Regions from separate parts of the Delphinus delphis genome. Here region 1 is linked to region 2. The links are chromatin contacts, called in public Hi-C maps. All regions are on one chromosome and are shown on one strand. Each heading gives the region's core, a stretch centred on a gene start, on an enhancer-like site or on the middle of the called end of the contact. The rest is flanking DNA. Distances are from core to core; before and after follow the strand shown.

Region 1 (6,694 bases), core at 1,216-3,715, 130 kb after region 2:
CTGCTGAGCCTGCACTCTAGGGCCCGTGAGCCACAACTACTGAGCTCGCGTGCTACAACTACTGAAGCCCACGCACCGAGAGCCCATGCTCCACAAGAGAAGCCACGGCAATGAGAAGCCCGTGCACCACAATGAAGAGTAGCCCCCGCTCGCTGCAACTAGAGAAAGTCCACACGCAGCTACAAAGACTCAACGCAGCCAGAAAAAAAACAAAAACAAAAGTCAAGGACAGTGAGACCAAGATGTGACCACTGAATTTAGTCACAAAGAGGTCAGTGGGGACTTCCCTGGTGGCACAGTGGTTAAGAGTCTGCCGCCAATTCAGGGGACACGGGTTCAAGCCCTGGTCCGGGACGATCCCACATGCTGTGGAACAACTAAGCCCATGCGCCACAACTACTGAGCCTGCACTCTACACCCCGCGAGCCGCAACTAGTGAGCCCACGTGCCACAAGTACTGAAGCCCACGCGCCTAGAGCCCATGCCCCACAACAAGAGAAGCCCGTGCACCGCAAGAAAGAGAAAGCCCCACGCAGCAATGAAGACCCAATGCAGCAATAAGTAAATACATACATACATACATAAATAAATAAGAGGTTATTGGTGATCTCAGCCAAGAGCAGTTTCTATAAAGTAAAGAATCCAGATTTTCCAGGTCTCTTGCAAAACTGAAGAATCTGACAACAACTGAACGTAACTGAAGAGTCTTCATTTCCCTAGCGCAGCAATGGGCTGAGGGTATATGACTATCTCCCTTAAAAGAGCCCACTTCCTTTAATTTGCCTAACTAGACCCTAGAGGCATTTGCAATCCCCCCCATTCTAGAACATGCCTGATGGGAAGGATCCAGGAGAGAAGAGGTTGAACCCTACTTCTGAATTATTTTTTTCTATGCTATTCCTGTTACAATCTCAGCCTAACTTATCCCCTGCTTCCAGTCTTTTCCTCCTCAAAGCTTCAGAGTCCCAGTGCCTTAGGTGATCCACCAAATCCCTTACTTCATTCTCTAAAACAATGGTTCTCAACTGGGGGAGGGTGGCAGGGGTGGATTTTGCTCCCCAGAGACACTGGGCAACACCTGGAAATATTTCTGCTTGTCATAACTGTGAGGAGGTGCTACTGGCATCTAGTGGGGAGAGACCAGGGATGCTGCTAAACATCCTACAGTGCACAGGAGAGCTCAGCACAACAAAGAATTATCCAGCCCAAGAAGTCAATAGTGCTGAGGTTTTAAGAGGGGCCTGTAGGTCCTGTGCACTGTTAGTGTTCTAGGGAACACTGCCTGGTAAGTGCTCAATAAATATTCCCTCAAGGAATGAACATAGCCCCTGTCTATTTTACTCACCCTCACTTCCCCTCTCTACTACACATCCTAATCCTAAGCTCCAGGCACAAAGAACAGAGGGCTTATACCTTCTCACATGGGCCGTACTCTCACAATTTCAGGCCTCTGACTTGCTGCTGCTTCTCCATTCTCCCTGCCAAGTCCAGCACCATCAAATGCCCAGCTTCCACTAAACTCAATGATAACAAGACCCTACTCTTATTGCAAAACATTCCCCTGCAAAGTCTGGTTCAAATAGCCACCCTGGGTAATGCCTGGCAAACTAGCAGCCTCCGCAGACAAAATAAGAAAACAAGAGTTTTGCTTGGTTGGTACAGTATATTTCTCAAATTATTATTATTAAAGAATTGAGTTGGAATGCTCTAAATTAGGCTGGACAGGCGCTCTCTGGTGACTCTGGGCCCCATCTCCGGTCTAACACATCTGCAGGCTCACATTACCTGCCAGTCCTCCACGTCCAAGCACACTCGACGTTCTCAGGCAAAGGCGGCGCCCGAGCGCCACGCAGCTGGGTAACTAGAGCCCGGAGGACACATACCTGGACCTCGTCGTCCTTGCGGATGGGCATGGAGCGAACGTTGTATTTCTGCCGCAGCTCCTTGGAGAGTGGAGACGACATGATCTTCCTGCGCACGTGGGAGGGGGCATTGAAGTGACGTTTGCGGTTTTTGCTGCGGTCCGAGGTCACGAAGGGGTTGAATTTCATGGTGACGGTCTGCAAAGAAAGGCAAGGGAGAGAGAGAAGGGACGCTCAATGGGGTACCGGGGCATTCTCTGCATCCGGGACACTTCTCCCATCCCTGCGCAAGGGCTCTAGGGAGGTGGCCTCGGAAGAAGGCGACTGAAGAAAAACGAAGGATGTGAGGGGTCTGGGTGTTACACAGAGGAAAGCGTGCGTGGGGAGCACATGCTTGACTAAACGGATCTGGGCCGAAGGTGGCACTGGGACCTTGAGGCTAACCGAGGGAGGAGGGCTCGGACTGCACGGTTCGGGGTCCCGCAGAGACACCTCCAGGGAGGCAGGCAGCCCCTGCACTCACCTACCTGGCGACCGCAGGTTTCAGACCCTGGGCGCGCAAGGCCGGAAGTGAGGCTTCCTTGCCGCGCAAGCGCAGAAAGAAAGCAATGCTCCATTCCTATCGGAACGAAACTGAATAGCGTCCCCTCCGGCATGGGGTGGGATCGCAGTGCCTCGTTTTCGGGGGCCACGGGAGCGCTAGGCGGCTCCGGGAGTCATGCCTGGAACCCGGTGACTTCGTGCCGCTGGGGAGAAGGGGCACTTTTGTAGGGCCTGCAATAAAGGCTTGTTGATGTTCTTTTAATAGGTACATTATCAGTAGTCTCTCTCCTACCCCAAACTCTTTGCCCGTTACCCTCCGCAGAGGTCGTCTAGGCGTATGGTAGGGGTAATTTAACATCATGATTTAACATTGCTGTAAATGCAATCGGCTAACTTGCTTCTTCAAAATCACCGAGGAGCCTGTTCAAAATGCAGATTTTTGTGTTCCACCACAGCCCTGCAGAATCAGACAGCGTTAGGTCGGGGTCTGGGGCTCTGAATTTAGAGCAAGCACTTCCCCTCACCAAAGATTTTGAGGCGCACGCATGTTTGAGCGTCATTACAAACCAACCACTTGGCTTTGCAAAACTTCACCCCAGAGCTTCCCTGGTGGCGCAGTGGTTGAGAGTCCGCCTGCCAATGTAGGGGACACGGGTTCGTGCCCCGGTCCTGGAAGATCCCACATGGCGCGGAGTGGCTGGGCCCGTGAGCCATGGCCGCTGAGCCTGCGCGTCCGGAGCCTGTGCTCCGCAACGGGAGAGGCCACAACAGTGAGAGGCCTGCGTACCAAACAAACAAATTTCACCCCAGTCTTCTAGCCCTTTTTAGAAGAGCTGGAGTTGTAGTGAGACCTGAACCCAAGTGCCTCTTCACGTTGCTGGACCTTGGCTCCTTATCTGTGAAATGGGGATGATCTTAAGTAGATGACTCATAGAGTTGTTACGAGGACTAAATGAGTTAATCCGTTTCTTGTGTTTAGAACAGTGTCTGGCGCATAGCGCTCAATTACAGCCACCTATTATTCCTAAAGAGAGCGGAGGCCTTGCTCCAGGACAGCCCTAAGGACAGGCCTCACCAGAGTCAGACTTTTGCCATTAACTCCCAATGACGCAAACTGTAAGCTTTCCGTGTTTGATGTAAACACGTGCAATGCGCCATGCTAACTGAAGCTGTGCTCTCTCTCCCCTTTTAACTCCGTTGAGAGTCTTCTTTAAAAGCCGGCTAGGGCAGCCGGGATTCTGCAGACTAGCGCGCCTGCGGGTTTGTAGCTATTGCCCCGCCCCACTCATTCCGGCCCCCACCACCCCGCCCTGCCCACCTTGTCCCCGCCTCGCCCCGCCTGGTGGTGCCCGAGCTCCGCCTCCCGCCTGGGGTAGGCAACCCAGTGTCGCCGGCACCACCCCTCTCGTCAGACTGAGAGTCCCTCTGCGCGGCCTCTGGGAATGAGAGGCCTCCAATCCCGGCTCCGCTGTGCGGGAGGCTCTCAGTGATTGGTTGAATGGATTCATTGAATGGATTGACTCATTCAATTCATATCTGTTGAGCGCCTACTTTGTACCAGACGCCAGATAGAAAGAAGAGATGGGACTTCTCTGGCGGTCCAGTGGTTAAGACACCGTGCTTCCACTGCAGGGGACACGAGTTCGATGATCCCTGGTGGGGGAACTAAGTTCCCGCATGCCCGCGGTGGAGCCAAAAAAAAAAAAAAAAAGAAAGACTTGCCTGACTCAGGCAGGTCCCCTGTTCTCTCCCAGTTTGGGTGTTCCCTAACATATGGTGATGAAATTATGAAATACCAGCATTTACTCATCCTCATGATCAACAGTGGCATCTGGCTTGATCTCTAGACTTGCTGGGTGCTGTTTAAGGTTTAATTCCAGATCCCCTGAGGTCAGTGTTGGAGCCCTCTGGCCTTCAGACTCAGGGAGGATGGCTACACCTGGGCTGTCTGCAGAAGCCAGGGTAGCAGCAGTAAGCGGGGTGAAATTTGTTGAGGCAATAGCAACTGAAAGACCACCCATTATAGGCTCCAAAAGTAAGGACGTGGGGGGAACAGTCATGAGAAAGGAAGATCTTAAATGTCCTCACCACACACAGACACACACACACAAAAGAAATGGTAATTATGTGAGGTGCTGGAAGTGATCACTAATGCTGTGGTAATCATGAGGCAGTATGTAAGTGTATCAAATCAACACGTTGCACACCTTAAACTTACAGAATATTATAGGTCAGTTATATCTCAATAAATCTGGGGGGGAGAAAGGAAGACACTTCTCATGGGCATGGCAGGGGCAGACGCCATTGTGACCGAGTGCACATAGATGGTCATAGAGGGCTTCTCAGAGCAGCCCTCACAGTGTTCATCAGACCAAAGCCCCCTGATGAATTCATTCATTCATGCAGTCATTCATTCACTTGCTCACTGGCTCCTTCTCTGCTCATTCATTACTTCCCTATCACATTCATTAAGCCATTTACCCACACATTCATCCATTTGCTCATTAATTTATTCACCATTTATTTGATACCTACGTGGAGCCACAGGTACAGGGCTAGATCAAAGAGATCTGGGGAGGAGTGAAGTCCCGTCCCTGCTCCCAAGGAGCACAGGGCCTCACTGGTGAGGGGCAGCCATGTGAGGGTAGATCATTACAACCCAAGATTATCAAGATTGTTCACGCTCAACCAGGGCAGTAAGGCTTTTCTTTACCCCTACCCTCTGCCCCCTGTGGCTCAACAGAATTAAGACAGCTACAAGGACATCGCCAGATAAGCTGGTGAGAGAACCTCAGCCAGGGTTTCTGTCGTTCTAATAAGGATTTATTAGAATTGGCTACTATCCTGCTTCATGCCTACCTTGGAAACATGCACAGGGACTGGCGTAGAAGCCCCAGGGCCTAGCACAGTGCCGGGCTCAGAGGATAGGCCAGGAAAATATTTTTATGTCTCCAAGGCAGAGGGTGATGTGGTGGGAAAGTGTGAGAGCCCTGGATTCCGGCTGCCTGGGTTTGGATATCCACCACTTCCCGGCTCTGGAGCTTTTGGATAAGATATTTAGCCTCTTGGTCACTCACTTTCCTCATCTGTGAAATGGGAATGATGAGAGTACCCACCTCATCAGTTTGGTGTCAGGATTCAATGAACCCTCAGCACAACGTCTGGCACAAAGTAAGCACTTAATACATGGTAGAAAGTATTTCTTTAAAAAAGAAAAAGTTTAGTTATTTAAGCCACGCTGCGCGGCTTGTGGGATCTCAGTTCCCTGACTAGGGATTGAACCCCGGGCCCTCGGCAAGGAAAGCACGAAGTCTTAACCGCTGGATCACCAGGGAATTCCCAGAAATTATTATTTCTTAAATGAGTGAATAATAATGGCTAGTTGTATTAGGCTGAGCATTTTACTCACACATTGTGCTAACAGCTTTATGAACATTACCTTATTTATTCTGCTAAACAACCCTTTAAATTGTCCCTGTTACAGGTGAGAAAAGAGATTCTGAATGAGATGGGAGCAGAGGCTGAATGTGATCCACCATGAGATATTCAATATGATTATTGTTACCTGGTAGCCAATGAGATAATGAGGAGATCCACTGTTAGTAACATTGGAAGGTGTCCATTATGTGAGGAAAAAAGTAAACTACAAAATAATGTTAACGGCATGATCCGATTTTGTTTACGGAAGAATATCACTAAAACATTAACAATGATGATCCCTGATTAGTGGGATTATGGGTAACTTTAACTTTCCTTTTTAATTTTTCCCTTTTTGCTCTTTTCTGCCTTTCCTTCAGTGGAGCTATGAGCATGTATTATTTGTGTAATTAAAATCATGTTGTAAGGGTTTTAAATTTTTGCTTAAGAAGATCCCCAATGTTCAACTTGGCTTTCTTTTGTAGGCTGTTTTGAATTTATTTTTTATTTTTAAATTTTATTTATTTATTTATTTGCTGCGTTGGATCTTCATTGCTGTGCGTGGGCTATGTCTGGTTGCGGCGAGCGGGGGCTACTCTTCATTGCGGTGCACGGGCTTCTCATTGCAGTGGCTTCTCTTGTTGCGGAGCACGGGTTCTAGGCACGCGGGCCTCAGTAGTTGCGGCACATGAGCTCAGCAGTTGTGGCTCGCAGGCTCAGTAGTTGTGGCGCATGGGCTTAGTTGCTCCGAGGCATGTGGGATCTTCCCGGACCAGGGATCAAACCCCTGTCCCCTGCATTGACAGGCAGATTCTTAACCAATCCGCCACCAGGGAAGTCCTGCAGGCTGTTTAAAAGGAAGAAAACAGAAA
Region 2 (6,638 bases), core at 3,686-6,185:
TCCATTATAGGTTATTATAAGATTTGAATATAGTTCCCTGTGCTGTACAGTAAATCCTTGTTGTTTAACTATTTTCTATATAGTGCTGTGTATCTGTTAATCCCAAACTCCTAATTTAGCCCTCCACCACCCTTTCCCCTTTGTTAACCACGAGTTTGTTTTCTATGTCTGTGAGTCTATTTCTGTTTTTGTAAATAAGCTCATTTGTATTATTCTTTAGATTCCACGTGTAAGTGATATCATATGATATTTGTCCTTCCCTGTCTGGTCATGTCATACTTTTGGCTTTCAAATTAAAACAAGTTCCAGTTTTAATCAAGCTATTGATGCAAAAACATAAACTATTAGCTCATTTATATACTAATTTATTTATTTATATGCTTGTTTATACATTAATAAATGTTTGGAGATGCAGATTAAAACTGGGATGGAGTCAATATTCATTGACCATGTGCAAAATTATTAGGGCCTTACTAGGTGCCAGGGGTAGACTGGTGCTTGAAGAGCTGATGATTGGGAGGGAGGGACATAACAAATGTGTAAATGTACTGAGGTTATCTTACTTAGTGAAGGACATAAACACTGGGTGAGCACACAGAAACTTAAACAGAAAGAACAAGGAAATACTTATACTTAAGGTGGTGAGTGTGGTTGGAGAGCTGAAGTCATATGAGTTGAAAAAAGGTCTTTCATGGAATAAATTTGCTTTAAAAAGCAAAAAAACAGTCCAAATAAATGCCCTTTGACAGAGAACAGGCCAAAAATAAATTATGGCTATAAAAAAAGAATGAGGAAGCTTCCCAATACTGACATGGAAAGATTTCCAATACATATTAAGTTTAAAAATGGTACTAAAATACCACTTTTAATATGCTACCTTTTAGATGAGAAATGGGAAAGAAATAAGAAAACATTTGTCTTTTTTAGTATCTGAGTAGAGAAACTATGGAAAGATACATAAGTAACATATAAGAGTGGTTACCTATTTGGAGGAGGGGAACAGAGAACAAATAAGGAGACACACTTAAGATTTTCACTGCACTTTTTCCTGCCTGCCAATATTTACACACATATACACATATATAAAAAACATGTGAAAGTAACAGGCTTTCTAAATTAAAAAATTAAAATGATTAAATCAGCACTAGAGATGGAGGTGGAAAGAGATCAGCCAGGTTCAGTGACATTGCTGAAATCTTCAAGTGAACTCCTTTGACAAAAACTGCATATTGCCAAAATTGCCCTTGAAAATCCCTTAGGAAGCAACGCACAGGACACAGACATCCTGTTTTTCAGGGTCCAAACTGCCAGTTTTTCTATCATCTTTGGAACAGACTGTCTTCTTCTGGTAAGCAAAAACAGGGTTATTGGCTGGCATTTGGGGCCATGTCATAAAGAGAGCACAAGTCTTTAAATCCAAGAACCATATGCAGTGAGACCAGGTGCCCCAAGACCCAGACAGGAATGGCCAGCTCCATGCCACTCATCTTACCCTCACTCAGGGCACAGCACAGAAACACCTATGCTATTCAGACTGCTACTTTTCTCATTCTATTGTTTTTGGAGACAGCACATATACCCTAGTCGAATTCAGGACTGTTACATATGCATATGATGTGATTGGAGACTACAGAAACAGAGAGGAAGAGGCTGGGCAAAGTGACAGCACGGAAAAAAAAAACCAGGGGACACTGCTAATGGATTGAGGTGGATGGGTTGGAGAGAGTGGTAGAGAAAAGAAAGTAATGCAAGTGACCTCAGAGTTTTCAAGTTGAAAAATTCCCAGGACAATGGTGTCCCTACTATCTACCTGTAACATAGCTGGCAGTGTGCATTCAGAAGTCCCTCATCTCTACCTGGATAGCAGGTTAGTACAGTTACCTCCACTGTCTAAACGTTTACTACTCCCATCTGAACATTTACTGAAGGACCTGGACAGCTCTCGAGCAGAAGTTAGTCCCAGTTCCAAGCCCCATTCATCGTTACCCAGTTTCAGCATCCCAGCTCTGCAGACACTCACCTGTATTCTGTGCCGCAACTGTTGAAACTTCTCTTTCACTTTAGTATTCAGTTCGGTAAGTGCACTTAATGGCCCTGAACAATCTCCAATATCCTAGGAGACATTGAAGAGATGAAGAGGTCTTTCTCAAGACAATGCAATGAAATGACACCAGCTGTACAGTGAGAGAGTTGGCTTACAGCACAACTAAGTTTGGCCTACTGACTGTAATTCATCCTGATCTTTGCTGTTTACCTCTGCAACACAAGCAAAAACATTATAATTTACATTTTCTCATCCCTCTTTAGGTTAATTCTGACCAAGCAACATAAAGGCATAGATAGAAACAAAATTGTCTTGACTTCTGAGTTCCTGAAGCTTAACAAAACGCCACCCAGCCACTATGAAAGACTTAAAGCAGCTTATACATCTGACAAGAATAAACATCCGAAAGAGATACTATAACTTTAGATCTTTCCAACTTGAAAATCAGGATGCTAAATTCCTGGCCTCATATGCCAAGATTAACTTCTCAATCTAATTTTACAAACCATCTATTATAAATCACACTGTTTATAAACATGTTTGAAGGTAGATTTAGAATTTGTTTCTGGACATTCAAAATTACCGGAGCCAGGTTTTTTGTCTTTGTTTTTTGGGGTTTTTTTGCAAAAGGGCAGAGCTGGTTTTATTCAACAGTCTCATTACAAAAATAACCAAAATGTATGCAGCAGCGGAATTAGGAAGGACCCTACCTGACTTCTGCAAGAGTGGGCAGCCCCCTTTTCCCCACAGCCCTGCAGGGGCAGTCAGCTAGCGCAGAGAGCCTCAGGGCAAGATAGCGGGCAGAGCTCTGCATGGGGGCCTGGCCTTGGCTAGTACTGTCCACTCTGAGCACTTCCATCCTCCCCGCCATTGTAAACACCATGCTCAGGTCAGGTCTCCCAATGCTGGGCATCAACCCTGCCCCGCTGTTAGGTCCTCAACAGGACAAACTATCCTGGAAACTTCCTTCCATCCAGCCAGCCAGGAAGGTAGCAAATAAGGGGTGACAACTCGAGGAAGGATGGGCCACCCCAGCATGGTTGGGGGCACTGCTCTCCCCCAACACTCCTAGGTGGGCTGTCCCTGGGCTGAAACAGTTCCCAAAGAGGCCATGGCGGCTCCCCAAGGCTGAAGGGAGTTGAGGCTGTGGTGGGCCCAGAGGGGAGCACTGGATTTCATTCCTAAGACCCTAGAGGCCCGGGGAGGGGAGCCCTGGGAGGCTCAGGCGTGCTCCATGGGGCCGGGGCCACCGGCGTGGGAGTGGGCAGGGGCTGCAGCCCGCAGGGGGCCAGCACTGGGCTCTGGGGATGCCGGCAGAGGGCCTGAGAGGCCGTCAGTGGAGTCTGTGTTGAGGTCCAGCCTCCAGTAAGCTTCACACAGAGGCAGACCATTAGCTTCGCAAAGACTTGAGCTAGACAAGTAATACTCCTCCTCCAGCTCGTAGAGGTCTATGGAGACCTCATCCCAGGGCCAGGTTTTAAAGCAGGCCCTAGAGCCAGATTATGTGGATTCAAATTCTGGTTGTAGCAGTTTATTAGCTGTGTAACCTTGAAAGTTAGAGTCCTCTGTGCCTCAGTTTCCTCATCACAACATACCCACTTCACAGACCAGGTACCTATGTAAAGGGCTTAGCAGAGGAGCTGGAACACAGTAAGAGTAGGCTAAATCTAGCTATCATCAATTGCTCTCATCATGAGAATGCAAATGTTGGAAAGTGCAAAAGGGCGCTTAAGCAATTTAGATTATGTGAAAAGGCAATTTCATCTGTTCTGAATCTTAAATTTATTTTTCTAGAATTGGTCCAGATGTTTTGTAGTTTACACATGGGAAATGTGAAGTTCAAGACGTTTAAATGTTTGCATCAAGTTGCCTCACTTGTTCTCTGGATTACTCGTTAAATCACAGTCCTTGCAACATATAATAAGCTATTAATTTGGTTTATTTTGCATCTGATTTCCGTGGGTAGCCTTACTTTCCTTCACCTTTTACGACAGCTAGTTGCAAACTCTGAGTCTACATAGAATGTTTAGTAACATTTGTTGGAAATGGAAACGATCTGCCTAAAAGGAAGGTTTTAAACTTTTGGTTTCTTTTTGCTAAACTCAAGGAACCATTTCTACATTCCTAACTCTTGCCTATGCCAATTGGTTTACTGCAATACTACCTTCTACCCTTAAAATTGGCTTAAGGCAAAGGACCTCAATTACCCCATCTGTTAAAGGAAAGAGTAGACTCTTAAGTCTTTTCTACAGACTGACTTTCCCTGTCCGGGTCCCAGTTTTGCCAGTATCTGCTTTCTGATCCAGGCAGACTCGATTTCCTCATTTACAACAATCTCAACTACGGTCCAGGTGACGTTCGTTTCACGTAACGAACGGTGCCTCCCATGCCAGGTGGCCTTTGGTGCCACGGGGCATCGGACCCAGGGAGCTGGCCAGCAGGGGGCGAGGCTAATGGCTTCCAGGACGCTACCAAAGGATGGAGAGGACGGTGCCAGAAGGCGGGGCCAAGCAGGATGACAGGTAAGCTTTGAGGCTGTCGTGGGGGCGAGGCGACGGCCAGAGGTGTGTAGGGGAGGGACCACAAAGGGGAAGGCTGGTCGGGGCTGAGGTGGAGGGGGCGTCCCGGAAGAGGGCGAGCCAACGGCAGCCAGATGGAGTATCAAGGCCAACGGTCAAGGGGACGAAGGGGACGGGACCAAGGGGGAAAAGCTCGGGAGTGAGACCGCCGAGCTCACAGAAGGCCAGTGGAGCTTGGGTTTAGGGCTACTGGACCCCGGCGGGGGTCCGGGGCATTAGTACCTGGATAAGCGCCTTCACCTCCAGGTCGAATTTGACAATCTCTTGGTTACAGATCCTGACGTGGACGTCTTGGGGAAACGCCATGTTGGGAAAGCCGGCTACGGGCTGCCGCGGTGCCCAAATTCCAACGCGTTTTTGCACCGGCTTCCTTCTTCCCCGTCGGGTTTTGCGGCAGCGACCCCTAGAGACCGGCCTGCGGCGAGCGAGGGTGGTAGCGCCGAGTCGTGTGGACTTTCCCTGACTCGTGGGAGAAATCAGTCGGCCCCTTGGTGTGGACCTGGTAAGACGGAGAGAAAGAGAGGAGGGAATTATCAGCAACGCTTTAACAGGGGCCTCTCCCCATCTTCCGCCCATCAGTCACTCTAATGACTGCATATTTTTTGCATAGAGGGGGGAAAAAAACTGGAGGAAAAGTATCAATTGGGATGTCTCTGGAAGGTGGAATTAACAGTTTTTTATATTTCTTTAAACTTTCTTGTATTTTTCATATTTTCTACAGTGAATATAAATTGTGGAGTGAAAGAAAAAAATGACAAATGTTATCATTACTTTTTTAAATGTACGGAATTCAAAGCAGTTTGCTAGGGTACTTCCTGTCAGTCCAGCCCACGGTCCGAGGGATCTTCCTAAAACGCACAACTGATCAAGCCACATTCCAGCTTACACCCCTTCACTGGCTCCTGGTGGTTGCCTTTTGTGTACAATTGGATTTAATAAATTTACCTCGCTGGAGTAGTTTCGATGGAAATAATTAAGAACAGACCCTCAACAGATGGAGGCTCTTTCATTGAATTTTTATTAACTAGTCCAAATTTCTTAGCTGAACCTCAAGGGCATCAGGTACCCCACACAGCCCTGTCTCCTTCCTGGATTCTTCAAGCTCTTTTTGGATCTGTAGCCTTGGAGGGAACACCCTCCCTTAAGGTGTTCATCACCCCACTGCACCTAATAAACAGGCTGTATATTGCAGGCTTGGGCATCTGCCCTGGCTTGAATCCTGCTTGACAACCCACTTCACATCTCTGTGCTTCAGAGGCTAAATGCTGGTGACCACAGCACTGACTGAAAGATTAAAAGAGGTAATACATAAAAAGCACCAAGCACAATGTAGTAATTTGGTACATCGTAAGAATGCAATGCACATGACTATTATTATATTACTGACATTTGTGGAGCACTTCCCTTGTGCCAGGTACTTTGTACTAAGTGCTTTATATGTATCATTCTAACTTAACTCTCACAACAACCCTGTGAGGTAGAGCTATCCACTTTTTACAGATGAGGAAACAGGCACAGAGAGATAATGAGTTGCCTAGAGCAAATGGAATTGCTAGGTCAAAGGATATATGCATTTTAAAATTCTGATACATGCTACCGAATTGCTCTTTATAGAAGTTATATCAATTTACACTCCCACCAGCAATGTGGTACAAATGCCTGCTTTCTCACGGCCTCGTACACACGGTGTGTTAACAAACACTGGGATTTTTGCCAATCTGATTAAGTGAAAAATGCCATCTTTCAATTTTCATTTCTCTTATCATGAATGGAGAACTACTTGTATTTATTTTACTATCTGCTCATTTTTCTATTAGGTTGTCAGTCTTTTTCATATCAGCTCCCAGAGTTCTTTAGATAGTAGGAGGATTTGCCCTTAGAAATGAGCTTTGTCTCTTAGTCTACAGAATTTTGACTTGGCTTTTATGGTGTTTTGGGCCTTAAAAAAGTTTTATTTGAAATTTTATTTTTACATTTAGATCTTTACCCATTTTGAAATATGTGTTGGCTTATGG

What was found. Hi-C and Micro-C count contacts between places; a contact is called where the count stands out from the background.
Region 1: a Hi-C map of lung shows a contact between it and region 2, with 5 times the contacts expected there. The contact joins the promoter of RPL26L1 here to the promoter of BNIP1 in region 2. A contact is called at or near these places in 2 of 3 Hi-C or Micro-C datasets (lung and muscle).

What each region holds. Positions count from the first base shown.
Region 1 is chr3:24,890,249-24,896,942 of mDelDel1.2, forward strand. RPL26L1 (ribosomal protein L26 like 1) reads right to left here and starts at 2,466. Exons shown (of 4, transcript XM_060006791.1): 1 at 2,390-2,466; 2 at 1,884-2,060. The coding sequence starts at 2,051.
Region 2 is chr3:24,758,323-24,764,960 of mDelDel1.2, forward strand. BNIP1 (BCL2 interacting protein 1) reads right to left here and starts at 4,936. Exons shown (of 6, transcript XM_060008377.1): 1 at 4,846-4,936; 2 at 2,021-2,113. The coding sequence starts at 4,929. CREBRF (CREB3 regulatory factor) reads right to left here. Exons shown (of 10, transcript XM_060008375.1): 10 at 5,035-5,122.